2 separate regions of the Ovis aries genome follow, and region 1 is linked to region 2. The links are chromatin contacts, called in public Hi-C maps. All regions are on one chromosome and are shown on one strand. Each heading gives the region's core, a stretch centred on a gene start, on an enhancer-like site or on the middle of the called end of the contact. The rest is flanking DNA. Distances are from core to core; before and after follow the strand shown. Region 1 has its middle 100 kb from the start of TRNAC-ACA. Region 2 has its middle 37 kb from the start of TRNAG-CCC.

Region 1 (7,498 bases), core at 4,187-6,686, 500 kb before region 2:
ATTACTGGTGACAATTAAAATGCAAATAATTCCCACTGAGAATCATGATTATTTACATGCTATGAACAAAGTATCCTTTTGTATGTAATAGTTTAGGCAGTAGAGTTTAACAAAATATGATTTTATTAATCCTAGGGCTAGAATTTCTCTATTACACTGTTTTGATTTTTTCCATGTACATACATTGCAAGTACACTCACTAACGCTTCCCTCAGCATATGTGGTAACACTTAGATATGAATTAATGACTACTTAGTTAATTTCCATTATTCTGCATAAGGCTCAGCATATAGAGTTACAGCTGTAATATAAGTTAATTTCTAATCAGAAAATCATCATAGCATTTTCTTTGTAGAGCTTGGAACCAAATCTGATATGATTACTGGTTGGGAGGATATGAAAGCTTCCTGTAAAATAAAGTAAGTGATAAGAAAAGAGGACAGTCACATCCTCCTTGGAAGGGAGAACGCTTCCATGAGGGCAGAGCTTATGCAACCAGAACTCTCTTGGCAACCAAAGATGCTTTGACTGGATTCTACTCTTTGGCCATTTCTCCTTCTGGGATCCAATAGCCACCTGAGTAAATAAACACACCATGAGTGTTACTGGATTTCAGAGTCTATTTGGAGCCAACAGGCTGATTCAATCCTTATTACTGACAATCCACATTCAAGAGATTCAAAGCCAGGGTCATTGAGTTACTAAGCCATTAAAAATTAACAGAAATAAAAATTGAACCAGACTGGTATAACTTGGAACAAAGATGAAAACCATGGTAACCACCAGGGGGAGGTGAGGGCAAAAGGAACCAGTGGTTTTCGGCATCAAGCTCCTTCCACACAGAGACCTGAGTTGAAAGGGAACTGTTAGCCAGAGGACCCTCGAGATAAAAGTGGGCTCCTGCAGAATATGTTCCAGGTCCTGGGAGACAGCAGCACAAATTAGATAATATTGTGTCCTTATTTAACTGTTGTCATTATGTGTTGCAAAAAATAACCTTGGAGAAAACAATAAAGATAATACTTGGCCGAATCTCCTTCTTTCTCCTCATACTGACTGCTCACAAAGTCTCACCCTGTCATCTTCTCCGTTCCCCAGCCTGTTGTCATAAGGTCTTTCTGTAATGCTTTTCTGGTTGAAAGGCCATGAGTTCAAGCCAGACTTCAAGTGTCTGGGGGGATGAAGTTTAGGACCCCACCACGCAGAGCTCAAGGCATCTGTCCCTACCCACCTGCAGCCTCTCCCGCCGGTCTCCATCAGGAACCTGGTGGGGGGAGGTTCCCCAAGGTCACCTGCTCCCTGCACCTACAAATCAACCACAGAAGAGTCTCATCCTGAGCAAGTCCCACCTGTCTCCTCTGAAGAAAAGGACCATGGTGATTTCATGCACACTGCACCAGTGTAACTATGTTATTTGCCCACATGTCTGTGAATTCAGGGTCTATGTTAAGTGTCCTTGTCACTTCAAACTCTGGGGCTTTGCCCAGATATAGCTGTTTCTTGATGAAACAAATGTACCTCTTTGCTTTTAGGGGTTTTCCCCAGCTCTTTGTGTGGTTTTAACTTCACCACTTAACTTGTCCGCTCTTTCATTTCCCATTTACAGTGTGCAATGTCATGATAAAGAATGAGTGACAGCAATAACTTGAGTTTAAAATGGGTCCTCCTTCCAGGAGATTTAAAATAATTCATGAGGACTACCTGGCATCCTTCCCAAAGCCCTAGTGAGGAAGGTTTTGTTATTCATACTGCTTTTACATTTTGGTTCCATTTTACTGATACAAATACCAAGCACCAAGCTGTTGGATTTTTCTTGGGATCATTAAGCTATTATCCTCATTTGGCACTATGTTATCAAAAGCCTCTGATGGTGCTTTCCTGGTATATATTATTCAAGTTACACAGCTAAAAGTGTTCTGCGTAGGTATCTGACAATAGGCAGAAACTTTAGAAATCACCACTAAAACCAGAAACCTAATCCCTCATTCTGCAGGCAAGAATTAGGAAAGAAACTTTGTTACTTTTTTGCTCAAGTAACAGTTTCTATTTCTGAGTAAAGTGCTTTGGAAACTCAGCAGAGAGAGTCCAGGCGGTCTCCACTGCCATGCCACTCATATAACCAGAGCCAGGCTAGCACACGCATCAAGACAGAAACACAGGTGGCCTTGCCAAGGTCCAAAGGTCTGCGCAAAACCACCAGAAGCCAAGTCTCCAGAGCACAAACAACCAGGCAGAAGGTCTCCCAGGAACAGGATGTTCTGCTGCGTTTCCCATTACCCTGGCCTCTGGGCAGGGCGTCCGCTTCCTGCTCACCACATGCCCCCTCTGCCAGGAAAAGCAATGGGATCTCCCTCCGAAGAGCTGCGAGACCATCCACCAAATCACAGTCCTGACACTGAAGATGCAGTCTCTTTAGACCGGAACTCATGGGATTGCCCTGGTGGTCTGGTGGTTAAGTCTCTCCCCTTCCAAAGTGGGGAGCATGGGTTTGATCTGTGACCGGAAATCTAAGATTCCACATGCTGCACACGTGAAGTGGCTCTGCCCCCCCCCACCACCAGAAATACAGACTGAATCACAGAGAAGTGTGTTTTTGTGGGAGAAGTGATACAAATAACTTTTCCTCCTCCAGACTTAGCATTCCATATTATCCAGTGAGAGTTGGACTGTGAAGAAAGCTGAGAGCCGAAGAATTGATGCTTTTGAACTGTGGTGTTGGAGAAGACTCTTAAGAGTCCCTTGGACTGCAAGGAGATCCAACCAGTCCATCCTAAAGGAGATCAGCCCTGGGTGTTCTTTTGGAAGGAATGATGCTAAAGCAGAAACTCCAGTACTCTGGCCACCTCATGCGAAGAGTTGACTCATTGGAAAAGACTCCTGATGCTGGGAGGGATTGGGGGCAGGAGGAGAAGGGGATGACAGAGGATGAGATGACTGGATGGCATCACTGACTCGATGGACATGAGTCTGAGTGAACTCCAAGAGTTGGTGATGGACAGGGAGGCCTGGCAAGCTGCAATTCATGGGGTGGCAAAGAGTCAGACACGACTGAGCGACTGAACTGAACCGAAATATACTGTTAGGTCTTACAAGCTACCTATACTGTGACCTCACCCCACCAAACTTAAAGTTCTATTAATAGGGTAAATCAGCATTACAAAGAAAAAACAAAGGAAAGAGGAGAATAATAAGTAGCGCAAAACATGACAAGGGTGGAGGAAATAGCCTACAGTGATTGTCAGGAATCAGAGAGCAATGGAACAGCAAGCAAAGGGTCTTACCTTCACAGGATTTGGAACCGAACTTTGAAATGCATTTGAAATATGAGAGCAGGGTAAAATTCAGTTCTTGCATTTTGGTTTCTCTTTCTTTGTTTTGGTGTTTTCAGCCTGACACGTGGAGGATGACACTGAGAATTTCTTAACGACCATGGTCTAGCCAACAGTTGTGCCATGATTTTCTGGAAGGAAAATACAGGCGCCATTAGTCAAGTCTATTCACTCTCTTTATTTCTCAGCCCAAGACCTACTTCCCAGTTGTGCCTCCAGCAAGGAATTCTGAGTGGAGTAGGTCAAGGCCCCCAAAAGATTTTTAAAGGGTTCCTTAACTATGGGCTCTAAAGAGATAATTTTAAGTAAGAGCGCCTTGTATGTGTTCAAAATGTTTGGGATACTCTCTTAGGTACCTCTCTCCGACACTGTCCACAGGACGTCAGCAGTTTACAGAGAGTAAAACTGATGAAGAGAGGGAAAATGATGGGCTTGATGTGAGAAGTCATGTCCAAAGACGCCAAGACATGTAACTGAGAAGAAGATTCCATCCACTCAATCAGCCTTACCGGTCTCCCGGCACAGCAGGCCAGCTTTGACCTTGGCGGCATCTCCCACCTAAAGAGGCAGATGCCAAAGGGAGCATGGGCATCACACAGCACAGAAGCAGGACTGTAGGCACAGCATACAGATGCGGCTCCCCGCGACACAGAGGACTCACCTGGCGCCCACCCCTAGGGGATTCACAAGAACACAGACCCCTCGTCTCCCAGCTACTGTGCGCTGGGCTTTGTGGCCTCTTCTTCCCAATCTGATTATGAACACAAATGGTGTCTTAATCATTTTTCCCTTTCTCGGGGAAACTTCAAAGAAATTCTCAGGAGTCCACTGCCATTGTAAGGTAATAAATATAATTTTAACCCATCTTCAGTCGTCATTACACAGATATAGAGAAATCACAGTTGGTTCAGTCATTAAATGAAAGACATCCTTTTTCTTCTTTTGGTTGAAAACAGAGGAGGGAAGATCAGGCTAAAGGTAGTTTACACCAGAGCTTACTGACAAATTAAAGTGTGTGTGTGTGTGTGTGTGTGTGTGTGTGTGTGTGTGTGTGTGTGTGTGTGGTTGTGTGATTAACTCCTGTTTTCATATTGTAATAGACTCTTGGAAACCTCAGAGTAAGTTTTAATTTGTTTTAGCTCAGTTTTATTTTCAGGGTCAGGGTTAAACTCCTCCATTTAAATTGAAGCCTTGAATGTCTTCCAGATTCTTTTCAAATATTTTTCATTTAACTGTCTAGAGATCAAATGTAAATACATAACCTCTGCAAAGCCGCTCTTAGCCTAGTGCCTTGTATATACTTAGTGTATAACAAGTACTTATTGGTAAGTCTGTTCCTAGTTTTTTTGCCAAAATATAATTTCAGATAATTCAGTTTTCTGGATGAGGTCTTGCACTCCTTCTTTAACAGGTCAGAGATCTAAGTTCGGAGGCTTTAGTGGAACAACTTGAACTGGAACTTGAGTTCTCTAACTCCAAATTGAGCGACCCTGGAGGCACACCCTGTGCTTTATCCCCAAACCCTATTATGGAAGCACATAAAGATTCTGTGAATCAAAATGATGCAACTGGGGAAAGCACATTTTGGACAAACAGCAGTAATAGTACAGGTCTTACTATGAAGTCCCTTCACAGGGGAAGCTGTAGAATGTGTTCGTTGTGTGGGTATCTGCTCTGTCTCTGAAAGCCACCTCTAGAGGGCAGCACACTCTTCGTAACAAACAAGAGTCTCCTCAGTTTGGAAGAACAGCCTGGCGTGAAAACCGAGCGGGGACTGAAATACTTATTAGCAGCTTTAAATGAGTAGAACCCACAAATCTAGCAAGCCTGGTATACTTTTTGTCTGTGTGGGGGAGAAAGGGGCTGAAATGAGAATGTAACTGTGAGTCTTTTCTCTTTCCTCCCTCCCCAAGCACAGAGCCTCTAATATTTAATAGCAGATGAACTTGAAACTTCCCTTATAATACCAGCCTGACACTTCATTTTAAAAGCAGAAGCAAAGAATAGAGGGAAAATGAGATGTGTACAAGGAACCACCACCGGTTGGCTGCTGCTGGAATCCAAGTGGAAGGAGCCAAGGCCTGAGAATTAGGCAAGAGCCGGCCACAGAGGGCCGTGTGCGCCCGGAAGGGAAGCTGAACTTGCTCGTGTAGATTCCAGGAAGCAGACAGGGACGGGGTCAGACTTGTGTTTCGCGTGGATTACTGAGGTAGCTCTGAATTGAGCAGAATTGAGGGCAGCAAGTCTAGAAACCAGGAAGCCAGTTGAGGTGGCTGTGCCAATCCAGGAAGAGAAGGAACATTTGATAACAGGAGCACTGGCAGATGGGAGGATGGATTTTAAGGAATCAAGGGAGGGGAAACCAGCAGAATGTAATGATCAGTTAGATGAAGAGGGTAAGAAAGACAGAAGCGTTAAGGCTATTATTTTATAACCTGGATCACCGGGTAAAGAGGTGGAGACACAACAGAGACTGAGTTTGGAGGGATGTGCTGCTTGGTTTTTGAAAACTCCAATCTGAAAAGTCTGATGAGTCCCCAGGGAAGGCACCTGACAGGTAATGGAATTGGTGAGTCTGAAGCTTGGGGAAGGAATCTGAGTAGGAGATCGAATTAGAGAGTCATTAGCATACAGGTGGTAGTTGAACTCCAGAGAGGAGATAAATTCGCCCAAGAAGAGTAGCTGTAATGAGAAGCAGTGAGCTGGAAACAGACACCTAGGGAATATACGCATGTGAGTGGTGGGTGCAGAGAGAGGAGCCTGTGGTTAAGAAGAAACAGAAATGAGTGAGACTAACTGGGAAAGATGCTGTTACCTTGGGGGAGCAGCAGTGTGCACAATCCGTGTTGCCAAATGCCCCAGAAATGCATCGCAAAACAAAGACTGGAAAACGCCCATTGGAGTTTGTCATTAGAAGAGCACTGGGGGCCTTCACAAGGGCACAAGCCAGACTGCAGGGGGTGCAGAGTGAATGAATGGCACCTCGAGTGAGTGGTCACACTGAGGACATGTTCCTCTCCTAAGAAGTTTGGATAGGGGGGAAGGGGACATGGGATATTTTCAGGGAACATGAGGTCACAGATGATTTTCTTTTTAATGAATGGCAGGGAAACGAATAAGCTTACCGTCTGAAGGGAACACACACCTGCAAGAGGCAAAGATGGCCTTTCAAGGAGGAGAATGGCTTTGGAGCCTGATCCTGGCAAGTCTAACTGGCTGGGCCGAGAACGAAAGGGGGCACCACCTCTTAGGAAACTGGAGGAAGAGTCTGAGAGCTGTCAGTGAAGCTCCGCATCCGGGTGTGGGGGAGGCGAGAGACTGAGGGAATTCATGCCCTGCTGCTCTGCGGCAGGAAAATCCACTGAGATATCACATTCGATATTGCTCACATTACTGTAGTAATCTCTAGTGAATGAACGAGTCAGCCTTTGTGTTGTGTTTCCTGGTCCCACCTCGAAGAACTGGGATGACTTTTGTGCTTCTGGGGCTGCAAGTGAGTCTCTGGGATACCAGGATGGCAACTCCCTCCCAGCCTTTCCTTTCAAGTGTTTATTTAATTCAGTTCAGTTCAGTCACTCAGTCGTGTCCAACTCTTTGCAACCCCACAGACTGCAGCATGCCAGGCCTCCCTGTCCATCACCAACTCCCGGAGTTTACTCAAACTCATGTCCATTGAGTCAGTGATGCCATCCAATCATCTCATCCTCTGTCGTCCCCTTCTCCTCCTACCTTCAATCCTTCCCAGCATCAGGGTCTTTCCCAATGAGTCAGTTCTTCGCATCAAGTGGTCAAAGTATTGGAGTTTCAGCTTCAACATCAGTCCTTCCAATGAACACCCAGGACTGATCTCCTCTAGGATGGACCAGTTGGATCTCCTTGCAGTCCAAGGGACTCTCAAGAGTCTTCTCCAGCACCACAGTTCGAAAGCATCAATTCTTCAGTCTTCAGCTTTCTTTATAGTCCAACTCTCACATCCATACATGACTACTGGAAAAAACATATTGGGCTTCTCTAAATGGCCATTAGGAGTAAAGAACCCTGCTGTGTGCCTGGGTTCACAGCTGAGGTGAGAGGAGGCAGAGTTGGTGTACTGCAGTTGAAGAAGGTGAGTGTGAGACCCTGGGGGTGACTTCCCTGGAATGAAGAAAGGGGCCAGACGAGGTAGCAAG
Region 2 (7,431 bases), core at 4,442-6,941:
AGAATGCTTGGATATGGTATGTCAATACATAAATTTGCACAGAAAATAAACCAGGTGGAGACTGCACCTCTTTCAGAGGACTCAAAGCAGCATTCCTTAAACAACGAAAAATCCGCTACATTGTCCGGAGCATTTAAAAGCTAGTGTAGGTTTTTAATTTGAATTTAAAAATAGTTTGGGCTTCCCTGTGGCTCAGACAGTAAAGCATCTGCCTCGCAATGCAGGAGACCTGGGTTCCATACCTGGGTCGGGAAGATCCCCTGGAGAAGGAAATGGCAACCCACTCCAGTACTCTTGCCTGGAAAATTCCATGGATGGAAGAGCCTGGTGGGCTACAGTCCATGGAGTTGCAAAGAGTTGGACACGACTGAACGACTTCACTTTCACTTTTCCCTTTCCTTCACTTTTGAAAAAAATATAAAAACTGTATACAGAAGATCTAATGATGTGATTCGCAGTGAGAATTTCCAGATGGTATTTTCAGAGCTCACACGACCAATCCCTCCCCTCACCCCCGACACCCCACCTCTAGCTAGCCTCCCCCTCATTACTCCACGCTGGGCAGAGACAAAGGGACGGAAGGTGCAAGTCAAGTTGATATGATGTGCCTGCTTCTCCTCCAGCCCTGACAGGAGGAACCATGAGGCTAGGATTTGGTAAACATGACAGTCTTGCTCAAGGCTCTAGGGACGGGAAACTCAAGCCCTGGCAGAGGCCAAAACGCCTCCCAGTTTCCAAAAGTGGACAGTCAGGCCATGTTTGAGCCCCGGGACCCAGCCCCACCACAGTAAGCCTGGATGGCCACACTGTGGCCACATCAAAGCAAAACACCAGCAATTTCAGGGACGTCTCCCCTGCAAGTTTCGGATGGAAATGCAAGTGGGAGGAGAGGCTGTGACGGCCCCAACCTCTTACCCTCCGGGTCTTGGTCGTCTCAGCCTCTCCAGGACAAACTGCCCCACTCTGTGGTTTGGGGCTGGCTTGTAGAGACAAAGAGTGTGTTGAGCCTCACACAGCAGACGGAGTGGCAAATCTCACTGATCACCGCTTCCCTTAAAGACTCCCCTCCCACGCCCCTTATGGAAAAGCCCTCCAGAGAAAAATCAATCCCCCGGCCTTTAAATCTGCCTTCTGCCCGAGTCAGAGGTTGCCAAGCATGGAGCCTTACGGGGACTCCTATCACAAAGCAAACAGGGCCCGAGCGGCCGGAAGGAGAGAGCTGCTCTTTAAAAGCTTTTAAATGCTGTTATATTTTGAAAGCCACTTACTGGAGAGGTGAGTTATTTTCTACTCCTCCTTCCCCAGAAGCACAGCCATTAAGGTTACCTGGAAACCTGTCCAGGAAGCATGTGGCAAAATAACCACCAGGCAACAGAAACATCCGGATCGGTCGTCTAACAGGAGATGGTATCGGCAAGGTCACATTTGGGCAGAGGAGGAAGAGGAAACGTCACTCGTTGGCAGGCCCTGGCTATACTGGGGGATGGTTCACATGTACATGTGGGAAGGGAGGGCCTTGTTCTGAGCTTGGCTGGGAGGGCACCTGGTTGATTTAAGTTGGAAACAAGGAGATCTGAGATCAGATCATACTGAAGACTGCCCCGTGGAAGGAAGAGCCACAAGGAGAATAAAAAGGTACTTCGCTGGTGCCACTAGTGGTAAAGAACTTGCCTGCCAGTACAGGAAATACAAGAGACACAGGTTCAGTCCCTGGATTGGGAAGGTCCCCTGGAGGAGGGCATGGCAACCCACTCCAGTATTCTTGCCTAGACAATCCCCATGGACAGAGGAGCCTGGGGGGCTACTGTCCATGGGGTCACAAAGAGTCAGACACGACTGAGCGGCTAAACAACAACAGCAAACCTTTTGGAGATGTGGTGGACACAGAGAATGACCCAAGAACACTGCTTTTCAAGTTCCTAGAGCAAAATGATACAGCGTGAAGGAGTATCTATGGGCGGGGGGTGGGGGGTGGGGCGGGGATAAGAAGATTTCATAATGAAGGTGATCTTGAAGAGTCTTGGACAGCAAAGAAGATGGGAGAAGAGATGGGGGGGGTTGGTGGTGGCTGATATGGTGCATTAGCTGGACCCGTGTGCTATGGACATGAAGCAAAATAACCAGGAGATGAGTTGATAGAATGGAAAAAGTACAGTGTTGATTTGAATGTTCTGGGCTGAATGATTGTAGGGGTAGGAAGGGGAGATGACTCCTCTGTCTCGTCATAACCTTAGCTCCAGACTCTTAAAAAAATAGCCTTTCATAATTATGAAAGGCTTTTTTTTTTTTTTGCTGTTTCTAAAGAGCTTATTCCTAATGTGTATTTCATTTCCAACCAACACCCTTTCTATGTCAGATGAGGTGATAAAATTTGTAATTATAGAGAAGCAGCAAAGCTGTGACTCAGCTGTTTCCCCAGGCAGCCTTGCCCACAGACGCAAGGCTCAGGGAAGTCCAGCCGGCATGAAAAAAAAAAGACAGGGAGAAGGGACCGTGGCAAACAGTGGTGCGTGAATGTTCACTGAATCCATCTCCTTTGCTTTACCCCAAAATATATCCTTTTTTCCCCCCCCTGATTTAGCATGAAGATGGGTAGCTAATGAAACCCTGTAATTCTGGAAGGTCAGTTATCAGAAAATTTGTGGTAATTCAGCTGAAAGCAGTAGGGGAGCTGTTGGACAATTCCTGGGCTTTCCAGTCACCACTTCCATCAGGTGCCTCTGTGCAAGTCGCTGAACCATGGCCCCAGATACCTGAGCAAACACAGAGGCTCAGACACTAAAAATACTTCCAGGAAATCTCCACAAGGCCAACAACCCTCAGGAAGAGATGAGGGGTGCATGAGGAAAGCTGAGCTGACATGCCACACTCCTCTCAAATTACAGAAAACCAATACTGTCAACCTGAGAAGATTGAGCAATACACTGGCCCACATACTTCATGAATGCCAGGCGCCATCTTCCTGAGAAGGATACTCACCAGCACAATGGGGAATGATGGTCCTTGCAACCCTTCTCAAATTGTCAGTTCAGTTCAGTTCAGTTGCTCAGTTGTGTCTGACTCTTTGTGACCCCATGGACTGCAGCACACCAGGCCTCCCTGTCCTTCACCAACTCCTGGAGTTTACCCAATTCATGTCCATCGAGTCGGTGATGCCATCCAACCATCTCATCCTCTGTCATCCCATCTCCTCCTGCTTTCAATCATTCCCAATCAGGGTCTTTTCAAATGAGTCAGTTCTTCGCATCAGGTGGCCAAAGTATTGGAGCTTCAGCTTCAGCATCAGTCCTTTCAATGAATATTCATGACTGATTTCCTTTAGGATGGACTGGTAGGGGATACCTGATCTCAGCTCCTCTGAAAACGGAATATGGCGTGTATCAGACAGGCACCTGTTCATCCCCAGGTACCTCACAAAGGACAAAAGATAGAAGTTTAAAGGCATGAACTGGAAGACTCAGTTGCACCTCTGACATACTACAGTCTCAAGAGATTCACTTAAGTTCTCTAGGAATTTGTTTCCCAATTTCCAAAATTACACAGAATAGACAACATGTGTGTGTGCACGTACGTATGTGTGTGTGGCCTTACCACTCTCTACTGCCCTGATGTACTGGGATCAGTTATAACCTATTAGCCAAGTGTCAGTGGGCATTTATCCCCACCCCTCACATAAAATACATATATATATAAAATTCACACACACACACACACACACACACACACACACACACACTCACTCAAAGAATGCGAATCCTTTCATTTTCTTCAGTGTGTTCTTCTGAGCAAAGAAGGAAAGGGTAGAATTCATATTACAAGCCAAGAATTGCGCATGAGGTTGCATACAATCATGAGAAGATATTACACACAGGAGCATCACGCTTCCTGTGTGCCTCGAGGGGTAGGTTTGGGGTGAGTTTAGTTGGGTGAGGCTAAACTCTGCTGCAATGGCACCCCACTCCAGTACTCTTGCCTGGAAAATCCCATGGACGGAGGAGCCTGGTAGGCTGCAGTCCATGGGGTCTCCAAGAGTCGGACACGACTGAGTGACTTCCATTTCACTTTTCACTTTCATGCACTGAAGAAGGAAATGGCAACCCACTCCAGTGTTCTTGCCTAGAGAATCCCAGGGACAGGGAGCCTGGTGGGCTGCTGTCTATGGGGTCACACAGAGTCGGACACAACTGAAGCAACTTAGCAGCAGCAGCAGCAGCAAACTCTGCTGGACTTGGTTTTCTAACTATCTAGGGTTATTTGTTTGCTCACTTACCTGACACGTCCAGATCCTTGTGTCTAAAGGTGCTCCGTGTTTGTCCTTACGTCCCTCCCATCAGCCCCCGACCCTAATCCCACCAAAGCAAGAGGTCAGCAGGGCAGCTGGAGGCCCCACCCCCACGAGGCCTGGAAGGAAAAGGGAACTTAAAAGAGACCACAAACTGTTTCCTACCTTCTCTGGTCCCCAGAGATCCTTTTTCTCAATAAAACCATAAAAGGATTTTTAAAAATAATAGTACATACAAAAAAAAAAAAAAAGCACAAAAATTTCACCAGGCATAGAGCTTTCTGTAGGAGAACTTTCAGGAGACAATCAGATTTGAGATTTCATGAGATGAGAAAGGGGATTGGATATCAACAGAAAAAAGTCCTGGCAGGTGGCAATTAGCTAAAAGTTAGGAATGAGGGTGCAGGGAACTTTGGGGGGATGTGTATGTGCTTAGTCACGTCCAGCTCTCTGCAGCCCTATGGACTGTCCGTGGAATTCTCCAGGCAAGAATACCAGAGTGGGTTGCCATTTTCTCCTCCAGGGGATCTTCCGGACCCAAAGGTCGAACCTTCGTCTCCTGCACTGGCAAGCGGATTCTTAACCACTAGTGCCACCTCATATTCTCTTGGGGATGTATTTCCCCCTAAATGTGGTGAAGAAGGATCCAGAGCAGCCTGCTGGAAAGGCTGGCGAGGGAAACATCTTTGCAAGGCCCAGGGACGCTACCCGATGTACAGTGGATTCCAGGCCAGTGGCCAATGAAAAGCTTTCCCCGAGCCTCCACCACCTTCCAAGTTAATTCTCTTCAGGTGCTCCACCTGATGGTATTATTCAGGCTCCTTGTTCACTGGCTCAAACCCTTCCAAATCCTCCCAGGTCTCTTGTTTGTCTCTTTACTTTTAATCCCATCTTGTCTGTTTCCCAGAATATCAAAATTTGCCCATAATCCTCAGTACAGATCAACTCCAGGTGTCTACAATTTTTTTTTTCTAGGTGTTACAAAAAAAAAAAAAAAAAAAGAAGAAGCAGCAGCTCTGAGCTAGTTTCCTCACCTACCTGCTCCCACGCCTGGTCCAGTCATGGTTATCTCCCTGAATAACCCCTCCTGGGCCCCCTGCCAGAAAATATTTTGCAAGTTTCCCTTGAATTTTTACATGGCAGACTTCTGAAACATGTAAATAATATATAAGGCCAACCTATTTGGGGAGCTAAGAGCAACCAAAACTCTTCAACTGCAAATCTGCCCCCCAAGTTGGTTTTGCCTTTAAAAAAAAAAAGGACTTGTGAAATATTCGAGTCTCTTGTTAACGCAAACAGCACCCGGTGACCTAAAACTTCAAGCAACGGCCCAAAGTGAGGGGAAGTGTGCTGTTGACTTGGATTTACAGAAAGTGAGTGTGACTCATGGCAAGGTCCTGCGATCTCGCACGAACTCATTCTGCCTGCAAAAGCCCGGGGATCAGTGGGTGAGCCAATGTCAACCTCGGCCAGGCAGGCAGAAGCCCTTTGTTTTTCCCGTCGTGCGGAAACGCCAGGTCCCCGCGGCTTCTGACAAAGGGCCTCGTCCAGCCGGCGTGTCACCGTGCGCGTTGGCCACGGCGGACGCCCGAGGACGTGCGCGCGCGGACCCGCTCCCCGACTGGCCGGCGTCGCGGCGGCCTCGGCCGGGGAGAGAGGGCAGGCGGGCTGGGGCGCAGCGCCCCCTGCTGGACGCCGGCGACGGCGCGGCGGGCTCGAGTTGACCGCGGACCCAGAGCCTCCTGCCGGGGACCGCCGAGGCGGCCCAGCAGCCCGCTCCAGTGTTCTTGCCTGGAGAGTCCCAGGGACGGAGGCGGCTGGCAGGCTACGGTCCATTCTGGAAAGAGAACAAAAACACTAGCAGGGATGTGCACCCTTTATCCAAACCAATCCTCGAGGCCACGCACCCTCCTTTCCTCACCATAGCATGTGGCTGGTGTGTGTGTGTGCCCACGTGTGTGCAGGAACACAGCGAGGCTGCATATTCAGGACTGTCTGCACTGACCTCCCAGAGTGGACATCATCATATGCCTTTCTGGGTTGGTAAGCAGCTCCCCAGCTGACAGAGGCTTTTGCATCAAGTATCCCCCTTCCTCTCCCACTGCTCTGTACAACTAGTAACACAGTCTCAACCTAAGGACTGCCAGCTCCCTGGCTCTGCTAGTAGAATTACTCATAACCTAGCCACGTCTGAGGATGACGGCTCACTGAGGAGCTTTCCCCTTTTCCAAAGATTTCGCCCACATGGAAACAAAGGCTTGTCATAATCCCCTAGCCGGTCAGGTCAGGCTGTCAGCATGGAGCAGATCAAGGGCTGACATCTAGATGAAGTCAACCACCGCTGGCTGCGGGAGGGAGCAGTCTGCAGGCACAGCTCAGCAGCTTCCAGGTGGCGGGTACTGGGAAACTCCCAGGAAACTTACAGACTGTGAGTGGTTTTGCCAGAACCTCCCTGGCTCTTGAGGGTTGTGCTCATATATGTCACGCTCATAGGAAACTTTTCTTGCCTAAGAGGTTATGGACCTAAATCCAGGCGGGTTTGTGAAAGCAGGAAGCCTGAAAAACAAGGCAAAGATGTCAGATGAAGGGTGCTGCTGCTTTGGCAACAGTGTTCACAGACTGTGTGAGGGACACCAGTGACCCAAAATACTGATGCTTCGGGATTTTCCTCGTGATTGAATAATAAAAATTACAGTATCTTACGAGCTTACTTTAGAATAATAGAACAATAGAATGGGAAAGACTAGAGATCTCTTAAAGAAAATTAGAGATACCAAGAGAGCATTCCATGCAAAGATGGGCTCAATAAAGGACAGAAATGGTACAGACCTAACAGAAGCATAAGATATTAGGAAGAGGTGGTAAGAATATACAGAAAACTATATTAAAAAAGATTTTCATGATCCAGATAATCCTGATGGTGTGATCACTCACCTAGAGCCAGACATCCTGGAATGTGAAGTCAGGTGGACCTTAGGAAGCATCACTATGAACAAAGCTAGTGGAGGTGATGGAATTCAGTTGAGCTATTTCAAATCCTGAAAGATGATGCTGTGAAAGTGCTGCACTCAATATACCAGCAAATTTGGAACACTCAGCAGTGGCCACAGGACTGGAAAAGGTCAGTTTTCTTTCCAATCCCTAAAAAA

The links. A called contact is a pair of places that touch in the nucleus more often than the background predicts.
Region 1: a Hi-C map of liver shows a contact between it and region 2, with 11 times the contacts expected there. The contact joins two enhancer-like sites. A contact is called at or near these places in 10 of 16 Hi-C or Micro-C datasets (blood, hypothalamus, liver and 4 more).

Annotation. Positions count from the first base shown.
Region 1 is chr5:93,312,684-93,320,181 of ARS-UI_Ramb_v3.0, reverse strand. No RefSeq gene overlaps it. Among named protein-coding and RNA genes, the nearest start is that of TRNAC-ACA, 100 kb to the right of the region's middle. Within about 2 kb of position 5,436, at least 9 of the 54 cell types and tissues checked have an H3K27ac peak or open chromatin away from gene starts, as enhancers often do. A contact at or near this core is called in liver and tail adipose tissue, where this site is marked.
Region 2 is chr5:92,815,366-92,822,796 of ARS-UI_Ramb_v3.0, reverse strand. No RefSeq gene overlaps it. Among named protein-coding and RNA genes, the nearest start is that of TRNAG-CCC, 37 kb to the right of the region's middle. Within about 2 kb of position 5,691, at least 27 of the 54 cell types and tissues checked have an H3K27ac peak or open chromatin away from gene starts, as enhancers often do. A contact at or near this core is called in liver and tail adipose tissue, where this site is marked.